2 separate regions of the Mus musculus genome follow, and region 1 is linked to region 2. Evidence: chromatin contacts called from public Micro-C data. All regions are on one chromosome and are shown on one strand. The core of a region is the stretch at or near the end of the contact, and the rest is flanking DNA. Distances in the headings are between cores, read along the strand shown. Region 1 has its middle 13 kb from the start of Chst3. Region 2 has its middle 16 kb from the start of Ddit4.

Region 1 (6,947 bases), core at 3,911-6,410, 290 kb before region 2:
GAACCTTCATGCGGTTGTTGGAAATTGAATTTAGGACCTCTGCTCATTCCGGTCCGCCCAAAGATTTATTATTACACATAAGTACACTGTAGCTGTCTTCAGAAGAGGGCTGGATTTGAACTCAGGACCTTCAGAAGAGCATTCAGTGCTCTTACCTGCTGAGCCATCTAGCCAGCCCTAAAATTGTTTTCATTGCTGCTTCATAACTATAATTTTGCTACTGTTATGATTTCTAATGTAAATATCTAATATACAGGGCATCTGATGTATGATCCCTATAAAACTATCAGTCAACCTCTCCTTACTCTGAGGGTCACGGCCACAGACTGAGAACCTGTGGCTCTGGAGCAACATGCAGAATAGTACGTGCCACCCATACATGGTAGAAGGCATGTTTGTGGAGACACTGCCTCTTCTACTGATTTTGGCCCAGGCTTTTGGGTGGTTTTGTTTTTCTTTTCTTTTGTTTTGTTTTGATTTGAAATAGAGTCTCACTATGTGACTCTGCCTATCCTGGAACTCCTTATATAGACCAGGCTGGCCTCAGACACACAGAGATCCACCTGCCTCTGCCTCCTGGGTGCTTGGATTAAAAGCATGCACCACCATACCACTGGCCAGCCCCTGGTCATTTTTCTTCAACCTTGTCACCAGTTCTGACAGCCCTATAATTTGGAAGTCTGACAACCCCTATACTATAATCCTCAGTAGACATGTGTTCAGGGCCCTCTTGAGCCAGCTCAGGATCTGAACACCAGCCTCCAGTGCCAGGGTCCCTAGTGGGCCAGCCACAGAGGCACCTGGGGCATCTGCCATTTTCCTCTCAGTTCTTGTCAGGAAGGCCAAGTACGAGGCATAGGAGGGGACTGCCTGTGACTAGGCTACGTCTGAGCATGGCTACAGAACCTTTCAACATGCTCCAGTGGATGTGGCCTGTTACCGTGTCCTCCTCCTCCACAGCCAAGGAGGAAGGCATTCTACCATTGTTTAAAATGAAGGCAGGCAAAGCCGGGTGGTGGTGGCGCACGCCTTTAATCTCAGCACTTGGGAGGCAGAGGCAGGAAGATTTCTGAGTTCGAGGACAGCCTGGTCTACAAAGTGAGTTCCAGGACACACAGGGCTACACAGAGAAACCCTGTCTCAAAAAACAAAACAAAACAAAAAAAAAAAGAAGACAGGCAACCAAAAATACAACAGTCAACAGGGCTGTATGCTACTCCCTGATTCCCCGGGAACATCCTGGAAACCATGGTTTCTGTGGCTTGATTTTTCTTCAGAAAACATCTTTGGTTGCTACTCATACTGAGGAGGAGCCTTGGTCTCTCAGACGGCGGTGATGTTTGCTCTGAGGGTCTCAAGAAAAGGTCAAAGGCTAGGCTAGGGATCTGTCATCGGGCATGAAGTCTGGGTGGCTGAAACTCTGTGACCGTGGCTCGACAGTAGAGGGTGGCAGAGCTGTAGGGACCTTGAGAGTTATCAGGAAAGAATCTCAGTGTCTCACGAAGGAACAAAGCAAAAGTAACTTGGCAAAGCAGTTTCTTTCTGTTCTGCACACGACCAAGACCGCCTTGTCTCTTCTCCTTAATGTCAGTCCAGACTACTCTGATCCCATTGGTGGGAGCTGAACTTCACAGTCTGACACGATTAGCTAATTGCTACAAAGGGGAAGACGGGGGTTGGGAAAATGAAGCCCTTGTGGGGCTAAGTACCTTTGCCCCCCAACTTTTTATTGATTCTCTGTGAGTTTCATGTCATGCACCCCAGTTCCCCATCTCCCTCGTATCAGCCTTCTATCCTTGCAACACCTCCAATAGACAACAATAACAACTGAAAAACAAAGCATAGAAAACATCTTGTAGAAGCTGTAGTGTGTCACGGTGTGTCCCACAGTACATCCGTTTATCCACACATCTTCTCTTGCAAATGTTCATTGCAATGAGTCATTGCTCTTGTTGCCCTGTGTCATGGAGATCCTGCAGCTTTGATGAATAGGACCAGCCCCTTCCTGGTCCAGCAGTTCACAGATGAGGTAGATGCTGGGGTGGGCCAACTCAAAGCCCTGGATCTGGGCCTGGGTGGTAGCTGAGTTAGCCAGCCCACCAGCTCTCCCACATCTGCACCCCCAGGGCAACCTCTCCAGCATGCGCCAGCTAGTTCACGCAATGCCACTGATGCACAGGAGCAGGACCTGGCTTACCCACACCCATGCCACCAGAGCCGCTCACTGTGCTGCCTAGGCAAGGCTTGGGGCCCACTCCCTGGAGTCCTGCAGCCAGCAATGGCCTGGGTGAGCTCTCCCGGCTACCACAGGTGGCAAGGGGTGATGGGGGAGGGGCTCACCTCTTCGTCTACACCGCCTCACTGCAGACAGACAAGTGGCGGAGCTAGCTACCCCTCACTCCACTCTTGCCTTCAGTCCCTGCTCACCTGCACCCTCTCCACCAGGGCTAGCTTTACTGTGCTGCCTGGGTGAGGTGAAGGGCCCTCTCTCCCAAGTGCTCCTCCCTCCAGTGAGGGGCAGGGCCAGTCCGGCACAGCCCACGGACATCTTTGTGGACCCACGTAACTGCTCAGACCAGGGACGACTGCACAGTCTCTAGTGGTAATACGAGTCACAACATGGACACCAACCCCTGCTGCTACATGGCCACAGAGCCAGACATGACCATCAGTGACAGCATGGGCCCAGACTTCACCATGGCCTCAGGTGGTTTCTTAGCTATGGTTTTACTGTTGTGAACAGACACCATGACCAAGACAACTCTTATAAGGACAATATGTAATTGGAGCTGGCTTACAGGTTCAGAGGTTCAGTCCATTATTACCAAGAAGGGAACATGGCAGCATCCAGGCAGGCATGGTGCAGGAGGAGCTGAGAGTTCTACATCTTCATCTAGAGGCTGCTAGGAGAAGACTCACTTCCAGACAGCTGGGATGAGGGTCTTAAAGCCCACACCCACAGTGACACATGGATTCCAACAAGGTCATGCCCACTCCAACCGGGCCATGCCTTCTAATAGTGCTACTCCCTGGGCCAAGCATATACAAACCATCAAAGGTGGCAGGGCTGGCTACTAACAGCAGGCTTGCTATTCCTCTCCATCCTGGAATTTCTAGTTCCATCTCTCTTCCTAATGCTCAAATGTTCCATTTCTCTCCCATCTGTCTACTACACACTTGTGCTTTGTAGTGTTCCCTGCTGCAGGCTGGCTTCTGGGTGACCTCCTCTGCCCAAGCCCTGTGGTGTGGCACAAGCAGGCCTCTAGGTGTCTACAGCCCACCCTTGTGGCACATCGGTGGCCCACTTAGTGTGGCAACAGGTGGGTCTCTGTGTGTCTACAGCCTGCCCTTGCTGGATAGCATGACTACAAGCCAGTCTCTGGATCTCTTCCTCCTTCCCACAATGCATTGCACAGCAGCAGAGGGGCCTCTGTGTGTCTATGGCTTGCCCATGCGGTGTAGCAGCAGGCCAGTCTTTTGGGGCTAACTACCATTGATAGAAAAATATTGTTTACAGAGTGGATGGTCTGGTGTCCCTACTATAGACAGACAGCAAAGGCACTCTGGACAACACGGGTGTCAACGCCGGGGACAAGGTCTTGGGTTGAATTCCATGCAGGGGCCTAAATCGGAACTTTGTTTGTTTGTTTGTTTGTTTGTTTTATACCAAGACAAGATTTCTTTGTGTAGCCCTGGTTGTCCCGGAACTCACTCTGTAGACTAGGCTGGCCTGGAACTCAGAGAACTACTTGCCTCTGCCTCCAGAATTCTGGGATTAAAGGCGTGCGCCACCACCTGCCTGCCTGGACTTTTATCACAGTGGCGGCTTCTTCTTCTTCTTCTTCTTCTTCTTCTTCTTCTTCTTCTTCTTCTTCTTCTTCTTCTTCTTCTTCTTCTTCTTCTTCTATGATTTATTTATTTATTTTATGTGCATGTATATTTATTTTATGTACACTGCAGCTGTCTTCAGACACACCAGAAGAGGTCATCAGATCCCATTATAGATGGTTGTGAGCCCCATGTGGTTGCTGGGATTCGAACTCAGGACCTCTGGAAGAGCAGTCAGCGCTCTTCACAGCTGAGCCATCTCTCCAGTGGCTTCTTAAATCATCTACCCAGGAAGCCAGGGACAGTGAGGAACCAAGCACTGGACCACAGTCCACATCAAGCCAGTCAATACAGGCACAGGAACTCTGCTCCAAAGCCAATGGCGACAAGGCAGAGCCAGGATGAAGAGATTCCAGGCATCAGAGTTGTCCCACCCATACCCAGATGCTGCCCCAAGTCCTCCAAGATGCTGCCCAAAGCCCTCCAACTTAAAGGTGCAGGTTCTGGGGCCAGGAATGGAGCACCCAGAGAGGTTGTGCCTAGAAAGGGAGGGGACAAGCAGGCTGTGGAGTTTGCGGGCTCCACGAGCTATGCAGGTTCCCTGAGGCCAACTAGAGAATGATTCTTCTGTTCAGGAATCGTCGCGTGCTAATTGACTTGCTCAAGATCTGCTGTGGTCCCCACCCTTACTACCTAAGGGAAGCTACCTCCTGTCTTGGGGACTGGATCTGATTTACAGATCATTCACTTCTAGCTCCCTGTGTGGGAGAAGCAGCTGATGCTTACAGTCACACAGATGTCAGGGCCAGGGCTGGGGCAGACTTCTGACTCAGTAAGAGCGTGCTTTACTGGAGTGTCTTTCAGGTGCTGCTCAAGGCCCTGTAGGAAGTCAGGTATCTTTCTAATCAGGGAGACAGCAACAGGGGACAGTCTGAAGCCAAGGGAAGGGCAGGCATGTTGTGACAAGCTATAGCCTGCCTGGATCCCATGTAAGGGCAGGTCTGCTCACAAGAAGTATTCAAGAAGCAGCCAGAGATGGTAGAAAGGTGCAAGCTTGCTCTGAACGCCTGGACATGCTGAGTGTTTGTGGGAGTTAGAGAGGCAGAGGCGCTGCCGGGCAGTCAGCCTGATTGTTGGTTTCAACCTGGAAGCAGAAAGGTGTCTAGAGGCACAGCCTTTATTCCCTCCTTGTCCTGACAAAAAAAGTTAAACTGGAGGGGAGGTGGGGCAGACGCTCCACTGCAGAGTGCTGGCCCCATTGTGCACACAGCTCTGGACTCAGTTCCTTCCCAGCACAGCCTAAACTGGGTGTGGTGGCACATACTTGTAACCCCATCGCTTAGGAGGGGGATCTGAGATTCAAAGTCATCCTTAGCTACCCTGACCTCCATTCAGACCCTGTCTCAAAGATACACAAACAAGACTTCCTTCCTCATCACCTCTCTTAAGCCTAGAGCTAAAAATATATATGAAAATCACTTTTTTTCTTGATAATTTTCAAATCTGTTTCAAAACACAGAACAGAAGCAGGGGCCTGTTGTTTTAAAAACACAAAATCCGGGCCGTCTGATTTAACCAATGAAGACTTGGGAGCAGGATGCTGGGATGAAAACCTGCTGGCTCAGAGAGGGAGAGAAAGCGCCCAGCTGACCTTCCTGCTTCACTGATGTTCCAGAAGGAGAAAGGCTCTTCTCCACACTGCCCAATGTCCCTCCCCCCCCTCTCTCTGTCTGTCTCAAAGATTTATTTGTTTGTTTGTTTAATGAAAGTGCACTGTAGCTGTCTTCATAACACACCAGAAGAAGGCGTCAGATCCCATTACAGATGGCTGTGAGCCACCACGTGGTTGCTGGGATTTTAAACTCGAGACCTTCAAAAGAGCAGTCAGTGCTCTTAATGGCTGAGCCATCTCTCCAGCCCCATCCCTCCTTTCTCTTCCATTCTCTCCCTGTCCTCTGGTTGCTTGCTCTGCCTCTTGACCTAGGGTTGACTTCATTTACCTCTTGGGTTAAAGGTGCATGCTGGAACTGAGCTACACCACAAGGCTTTCCCAGTTCACAATCTGGGGGTTCACAATGTGATCAAACATCCTGCCAGTAAGATGGCTTACAGGGTAAAGGAGCTTGCCACGAAGCCTTATGACCTGAGGTGGATCCCCATCACCCCATGACCCTCACGGAGGAAGGAGAGAACGGACTCCCACCAGTTGTCCTCTGACCTCCACATGTGCAGCACAGGGTGTCCTGTCCCCAGTAAATAAAATGTAATGACTTTGTAAAAGAACTTGTCATGAAAATCATTGAAACAAACACAAAACTGGAGGAAGAAAGCTACAGCCTGGAGGGCAATGGCCACCCAAGGCTCTACAGAGTTCCACGCAGGCGTTCTTCCCGTTGGTCCCAGACCAGAACTGACTGCATTGTCAGGTTAGGTAACACCAGTCCCTCTTCTCCAGCTGCCTGGATCCAGGCCTTCTTTGCTGATCTTCCAAGCCATCTCAGAGACCTGGGTAGCTCCCTGCCCATTTCCCCCGCCCCCAACCAAGCCCCATCACTGCCCGTCATACAGCTGGCACCCCTCCAGCCTCTGTACCCAGAACATATTTAGCACCATGTTCCAATTCGGGTGGATCTTTGAGAAGGAAGACATGCCTTATATATTAAGACCTTTAACCCATATCTAATCTGGGTCAAGCCCTCTGCTGGAAGCTATATAAAGATCTGGAAGAAGGAAACCTTTGCTCTTTGGCTGCTTGCTCTCACCTTACTAGCAAGTCCACTCCTTCATTGGTGCCTGCTTCTCAGGGATTCCAGCATATATGGAAGACAAGCCAAGACTTCTAGCCTTGTGGACTGAGCAAGCCAGTAAGCAGCACCCCTCCTCGAACTCTACTACTGCCCCGTTCGAGTTCCTGTCCTGACCTCCTTCCATGATGAATAATGTGATGTAGAAGTATTAGCCAAATGATGGCAGGGCCCGCAGCTGGAATGAGAAGCAGTGTCCCCAGAACATGTGGACCAAGAAGGACTGTGACTTGGCTCTCTGCTTCTGTTCCTGCCACTGTGGGCAAGGCCACTTAAAAAAGGACACAGAGTGGCTCCAGGTAAAGCGAATGCAAG
Region 2 (6,794 bases), core at 1,147-3,646:
TGGTTGAGAGCCCGTGATCTAAACCTTACTTCCTGTGTGTCACCTCCTCCCTGCTGGGATCACATTTCTATAGGTAGGGACAGACCTCCTTCATTGCTTTCTCTCTTAGGCTCCTCTCAGTTTACGGCATACAGCCAAGGCTTGGTAGATGCTGCGTAGGCTGATGGATGAGTGCCGGCTACTCAGCAGGCTGAGGCGGAGTGATTGCTGGAGTCTAGGGGTTTGAGACTAGCAAGGGACATCTAGCCAGATTCCATCTCAAAAATAAAATAAGGCAAGGCACAGTGGCAGGATTGTGGGTTTGAAGTCAGCTTGGATTGCACTGATCTGATTTAAACAGAGTGGCTGATGGCCTGGTGTACCATCTTGGTGGGCAATGTCTAGGTTTGGTCTCTGGAAACCATGGGGGAAACAGAACCAGCTTCCCAAAACTTGCCCTAAGCCATGGCATGTGTGTGATACTCCCTGCCCACAGCAATAGAAAGCAATAGAATAATGTTTGTTTGTTTGTTTGTTTGTTTTTTTGTTCTAGGAGAGGGAGCACTCTCTAGAAAGACCTTTTTTTTTTTTTTTTTAGATTTATTTATTTTATATGTAAGTACACTGTAGATGTCTTCAGACACTCCAGAAGAGGGAGTCAGATCTCATTACGGATGGTTGTGAGAGCCACCATGTGGTTGCTGGGATTTGAACTCCAGACCTTTGGAAGAGTAGTCGGGTGCTCTTACCCACTGAGCCATCTCACCAGCCCCTAGAATAATGTTATTTAATAAGAAAATTAAGGCTGAGCCGGGCGTGGTGGTGCACGCCTTTAATCCCAGCACTTGGGAGGCAGAGGAGGCGAATTTCTGAGTTGGAGGCCAGCCTGGTCTACAGAGTGAGTTCCAGGACAGCCAGGGCTATACAGAGAAACCCTGTCTCGAAAAACAAAAACAAAAAACAAAAACAACAACAACAAAAAAGAAAGAAAATTAAAATTGGCCTACTGGCTAGATGGCTCAGTGGTTAAGAGCAAGAGGTCCTGAGTTCAAATCCCAGCAACCACATGGTGACTCACAACCATCTGTAATGGGATCCGATGCCCTCTTCTGGTGTGTCTGAAGACAGCGACAGTGTTCTCATACATAAGATAAATAAACAAATCTAAAAAAAATAAAATAAAATTGGACTTGTCTGTTGGTTGGTGACTGTAAGCATAGCATTTGAGAGGTGAAAGCAGAAGGGTCAGGGGTTCAAGGCCGTCCTTAGCTTCATAGTGAGTTCAATACTCACTTGGGACACATGAGACCTTGCTTATAAAGAAGAAAATAATAAAAATAAAGACACATGCATGTGTATGCATATTTGTGTATGCGTGTGCACACACATGGATGCCTGTGTGTGGAGGTCCGACGTGGATACCAGGTGTCTTTTCTAGTAACTTTCCATTATATCTATAGGGACAGTCTCTCCATGAACCCAAAGCTCACCAGCTCCAGCTAGTCTCAGCTAGTTGGCTTGCCCCAGGGGTCTCCTGTGTCTGTCTTCTGAGATCTGGGTGACCACCATACCTGCCCAGATTGTAGTTGGGTTCTGGGGATCCGAACTCTGATCCTGGTGCTTCCAGGGCAAGTGTGTTATCACAGAGTCTTCCTGCCAGCCTCAATGTGATTCTTTTCTTTATTTCTTTTTTTTTTTAATTTTTATTTATTTATTTTATGTATGAGTACACTGTCGCTGTCTTCAGACACACCAGAAGAAGACATTGGATCCCATTACAGATGGTTGTGAGCATGTAGTTGCTGGGATTTGAACTCAGGACCTCTGGAAGATCAGCCAGTGCTCTTAACCACTGAGCCATCCCTCCAGCCCCTCCCTCGATGTGGTTCTCATGCCGGGCTGCAGGCAAGCCCTTGAGCCTTGTCTCTGCTTCTGCAAACTGGGCAGCACGCTGGAGATGAAGATCCAGGAAGTGAGGAAATGGGGGCGGGGCATTCACAGACCCTACGAAGTCCCCACAGATGGGCTTCAGGAACTGCTTCACTACACTCAGATGGGGAGACTGAGGCTCCACAAAGTCATTTTGAGACAACCCCTAAGAGGCCTTTCCAGTTTTGACTCTTCCTTAGTTTGCATTGCCATCAGCTAAGGAGTCCTGAAATCAGCTGGCCTGTCCCTGCCCTAAGGGGTGGCCTTCCCCACTTTCCTGCTGCCGTGGCTTGGTTACTGGGGATGGAGGCTTGGTTATCTCTTGTGCTTGAGGCTGGAGTCAAAGAGCAAGAGGCCTTGTGAATGTTGTGTGCAGCACAGACCAACCCAAAAGGACCTCCCCAGCTCTCTCTGCATCTCCAGCCTGGTGGCGGGAGACTCAGCTCTGAAGTAAGGCTGGGATTGTTCTTGGGTTGACCTCGGGTCAGTCTCTCCCCAGCTGTGCTGAGGAAAAGGGAAAGGCTTTAAATGGCAGCAGACTCTGCACAGGTCCCACCCCCCAGACACTCAAAACCAGAAACAGAGGCTGGGGCAGGAACAGGGGTGGGGTGGAATCCAGAGCCTTACATAGCCTAGACAATTGCTCTACCTCTGAACTACATGGCCAGCTTGTTTACAGACTGTTGGCTCTTTGGGGGGATATTTGTTCAAGTCTCCCTGGGTTTTTTCCTTAGTGGGTTCTCAGGGGCTAAATGAATGATTGGAAGGAAAGAGAGAAAAGAGAAGGTCAGAAGAAGAGACAAGCGAAGGAAGGAAGGAAGGAAGGAAGGAAGGAAGGAAGGAAGGAAGGAAGGAAGGAAGGAAGGAAAGAAGGAAGGAAGGAAGGAAAGAAGGAAGGAAGGAAGGAAGGAAGGAAGGAAGGAAGGAAGGAAGGAAGGAAGGAAAGAAGGTGAAATTTTTTTAAAATTTATTTTCTCAAAACAAAACAAAACAAGACATATTTTATGTATATGAATATACTGTAGCTATCTTGAGACACACCAGAAGAAGGCATCAGATCCCATTACAGATGGTTGTGAGCCACCATGTGGTTGCTGGGATTTGAACTCAGGACCTCTGGAAGAGCAGTCAGTGCTCTTAACCGCTGAGCCATCTCTCTAGCCCTGAGGTGAAGTTTGTTCCCCGGATCTCCCGCTTCTAGCCCACGGTGCTGCACGTCTCTGGGAGCCACTAAACAGACTCTGGTCGCTGAGCTGGTCTGAGCTGGGATACTGGGATGAATCCTGAAACTGTCAGTCACCAGCCACTTCCATTCTCCTCTGTACAGTGGGGTGGTCCTCGAGGCCTCCCTCATGAGCTGAAGGGGGTGCAGGTGTACACGCTTGCATGGATGTACCAAACAGTTGTTAGCTCTGTGCAGTCACTATACTAAACGGTAGAAGACTGGGTACAATCTGGAGCTAGACTTCCTGACATCTGGCAAGCGTCCTACCCTTCCCAGGCCTCAGTTTCCTGCTCTATAAGACAAGGAAAATAAAATCTGTCCCAGGAGCTATAAGAGTTAAATGAGATAATCCATGAGGAGATTTTGAGGGCTAGTAATATCATATCACACACACACACACACACACACACACACACACACACACACACACACAAGCTCATGGGGGGGCTTTGAATATAAATGCAGGACGCATGGTTAAACAATAAACCATGTTTATGATAACAAAACCTGCTCTCAAGATTTCTGTAATGTGGGGTTGGGGATTTAGCTTTGTGGTAGAGCGTGCTTAGCAAGGGCTCCACCCTGGGTTCAATCCTCAGCTCTGGGGGGAAAAAAGAAGAAAGAATTCTGTAATGTGTAATGTCAAAGAATAACATCCACTATTCTAGGTAGGCATGTAGGGAACTACAGCAGGAGGATCACTTAGGTTCAAGACCAGCCTGGGCTATATAGGTTGTTTAGAGGCCAGCCTAGATTATATAGCAAGAATAAATCTGTGATGTTGATGTAGGAACAATTTAGTCCTACTTATCTAATGATAGACTTTTGAGAAATAAAGGCATTTAAGGGACTTCCTAGGGGCCCTGCACAAGCATAGTAGCTGGCTGCTGTAGAAATCCTGCTTGCTTTAGAGAGAAGAAAGCAGCTGGAGACATGGAAGATTTACTCTTCTGCTTAGAAGCTAAGACACAGCGGCAAGGCCACCGGGGTAGCTCTAACTCTGGCTAAGTGTGGGATAGCCCCCCAAGGCTGTAGGCACTAACTTAGCTCCGGAAGGCTGCAGTGCCCTCCCACAAGAGGAACTGCAGCAGAGCAGCAGAGGTGAGGACCATGCTGGGCACAGAAGGGAAGAGCTGGGGACTGGAGGTCAGGAAAGGTGACCTCTGCCCCCAGGGGCTTGGTGCCAGGCCAGCCCCCATTAAGGACAAAGTGAACCAGTAGGGCGCTGGGGTTAGATAGCCAGCACACCATCCTGGCTCCAACTTGACAAATGGGTCTGTTCAGGATTTAAGGATGCCCTGCTGAGAAAGTTCCAGAGGTCCCTCTGTCCCTGAGCCAGCTGAGTCAGGCATTTGCAGCACATACTGTAGAGCAATCCTGAGCAACCCTGCTGGTGCACTGTCAACTTCTCTGAACTGCAGTCTGCAAAGTGGGCGTGTCCGGGTTTTCTTTTTTTCTCTCCTCTCCTCTCCTCTCCTCTCCTCTCCTCTCCTCTCCTCTCCTCTCCTCTCCTCTCCTCTCCTCTCCTCTCCTCTCCTCTCCTCTCCTCTCCTCTCCTCTCCTCTCCACTTCTCTTCTTTTTTCCTTTTTCCTTTACTGGAGAAAGGAATGACTATTTGGCAAAAAGGTTGATCAGAACCTAGCACTGAGCCGGGCAGTGGTGGCGCACGCCTTTAATCCCAGCACTTGAGAGGCAAAGGCAGATGGATTTCTGAGTTCAAGGCCAGCCTGGTCTACAGAGTGAGTTCCAGGACAGCCAGGGCTACACAAAGAAACCCTGTTTCAAAACAAAAACAAAAACAAAAACAAACAAACAACCCCCCCTCCCCCAGCACTGAACCTTCCAGCCTGTGGCATGCTGAGGCCTCCTTGTTTACTAAGGAGAACCGGCCCCAGGAAGTGAGGCCCAAAGACCTCTGGGTGGAAGTTTCTTTGGTTTGGTTGAGGTCCAGGAAAGCATCCTTCCTGACTTTTGACCAGCACAGGCCACACCAAGAAGCCTGTGCGTGTTGGTGTTGGTGATGATGCTAATGATTGAGACAGGGCTTCTCTGTGTAGCCTTGGCTGTCCTGGAACTCGCTCTGTAGAGCAGTTTGGCTCCAAACTCAAACTCAGAGATCTACCTGCCTCTGTCTGCTGAGTATTGGAGTTAAGGGTGTGTGTCACCACTGCCCAGCAAAACAGGGTCTTATGTAGTCCAGGCTGACCACAAACTCTTTGTAGCCAAGGATGCCCTTGAGTTTCTGTTCTTTTCTTCATCTCTTGAGTGCTAGGGTTCGAATTTGGGCATTGGATTTGAATTCATAAATGTTAGACAAGCACACTCTACCAATGGAACTACCAAGTTGTTAATTACCTAACTAATTAATCGTGCTGGGGATGGGATCCAGGGTCACGAATGTGCTAGACAAGCATTCCACCAACAAGCTATACCCCTGGCCCTCGGAGTTAATCTTCATAATCCTTACTTCCCCCCTCCGTTTTGTGAGACAGCCTTCCTATGTGTTCCTAACTGTCCAGGAACTTGCTATGTAGGTGTGGACAGACTTGAACTTGTGGCAATCCTTCCCTTCTTGTGCCTCCCAAGTGCTGGGATTATAGACATGAGCCACTCATGTCCCACAAAAAAAATCAGCCTTAGTTACAGCTAAGGCAAGTGAAGTTCACAGAAAGGTCCTGTTCAATATCAAGTCCAGGGCTCACCCCAAGCAGCCTCTCCCACAGAGCACACGTATGGGCTGAAGGACAGCTTCAACTGTGCCCAGAAGCCTGGTGTCCCCTTTTTGATCTTTCACAAGGCTGAGCTACCAGTTCCTGTCGGTTAACCCCCCAGAGAGAGTCTGACGCAGTTTGACTAAAGGAAACCACCAGTCTTGGCACGAACTGCCCTTCCTGGCAGGCCGACTGAGGTCAGGGTGGGTGGAGCTGGGAATGGCATTTCTTATTCCTTTCCCCAGATACCCATGGACTACTGCCTGGGTATTGGGCTCACCTTGAGCCTCAGTGTCTTCGTCTGTACAATGGGGTGAAGGTTCCACTCCTCTATTGCTGGGTCCAGTTGAGAGAGTTAAAAAAACAAAAATTCTTTGAGCCAGGCAGTGGTGGTACATGCCTTTAATCTCCAGCATTCAGGAGGCAGAGGCAGGCGGATCTCTATGAGTTCAAGGTCAGCCTGGTCTATACAGAGAGTTCAGGGATACACAAGGGAAACCCTGTCTCAAAAAAACGAAACCAACCAACCAACCAACTCTCTCTCTCTCTCTCTCTCTCTCTCTCTCTCTCTCTCTCCCCCTCTCCCACACGCACACGCACACAAAACAAACAAAATAACATTCTTAGGCCAGGCGTGGTGGCACACACCTTTAATCCCAGCACTCGGGAGGCAGAGGCAGGCAGATTTCTGAGTTCGAGGCCAGCCTGGTCTAAAAAGTGAGTTCCAGGACAGCCAGGGCCATACAGAGAAACCCTGTCTTGAAAAACAAAACAAAACGTTCTTAGGATGTTTATTCTGAGGATTAAAATAAAGTAAGAGGTGTTGACTCCTCCTTCGCCCCTGAGAAACAGAGACAATAGGTCACTGTATGAAGTCATGAAACGACAAGGGGATAAGGATTCGAACCAGTCACCCAGGGTGGTAAAACCCTTATCATCAGCCCGGCAT

What was found. Hi-C and Micro-C count contacts between places; a contact is called where the count stands out from the background.
Region 1: a contact with region 2 is called in a Micro-C map of embryonic stem cells, with 2.2 times the contacts expected there. The contact joins two enhancer-like sites. A contact is called at or near these places in 2 of 39 promoter capture datasets (hippocampal neurons and liver), 3 of 484 Hi-C or Micro-C datasets (the N1E-115 cell line and embryonic stem cells) and 1 of 115 datasets of contacts at active chromatin or transcription factors (embryonic stem cells).

What each region holds. Positions count from the first base shown.
Region 1 is chr10:60,228,709-60,235,655 of GRCm38.p6, reverse strand. It overlaps the pseudogene Gm2038. Among named protein-coding and RNA genes, the nearest start is that of Chst3, 13 kb to the right of the region's middle. Within about 2 kb of position 5,160, at least 29 of the 459 cell types and tissues checked have an H3K27ac peak or open chromatin away from gene starts, as enhancers often do. A contact at or near this core is called in embryonic stem cells, where this site is marked.
Region 2 is chr10:59,931,898-59,938,691 of GRCm38.p6, reverse strand. No RefSeq gene overlaps it. Among named protein-coding and RNA genes, the nearest start is that of Ddit4, 16 kb to the left of the region's middle. Within about 2 kb of position 2,396, at least 25 of the 459 cell types and tissues checked have an H3K27ac peak or open chromatin away from gene starts, as enhancers often do. A contact at or near this core is called in embryonic stem cells, where this site is marked.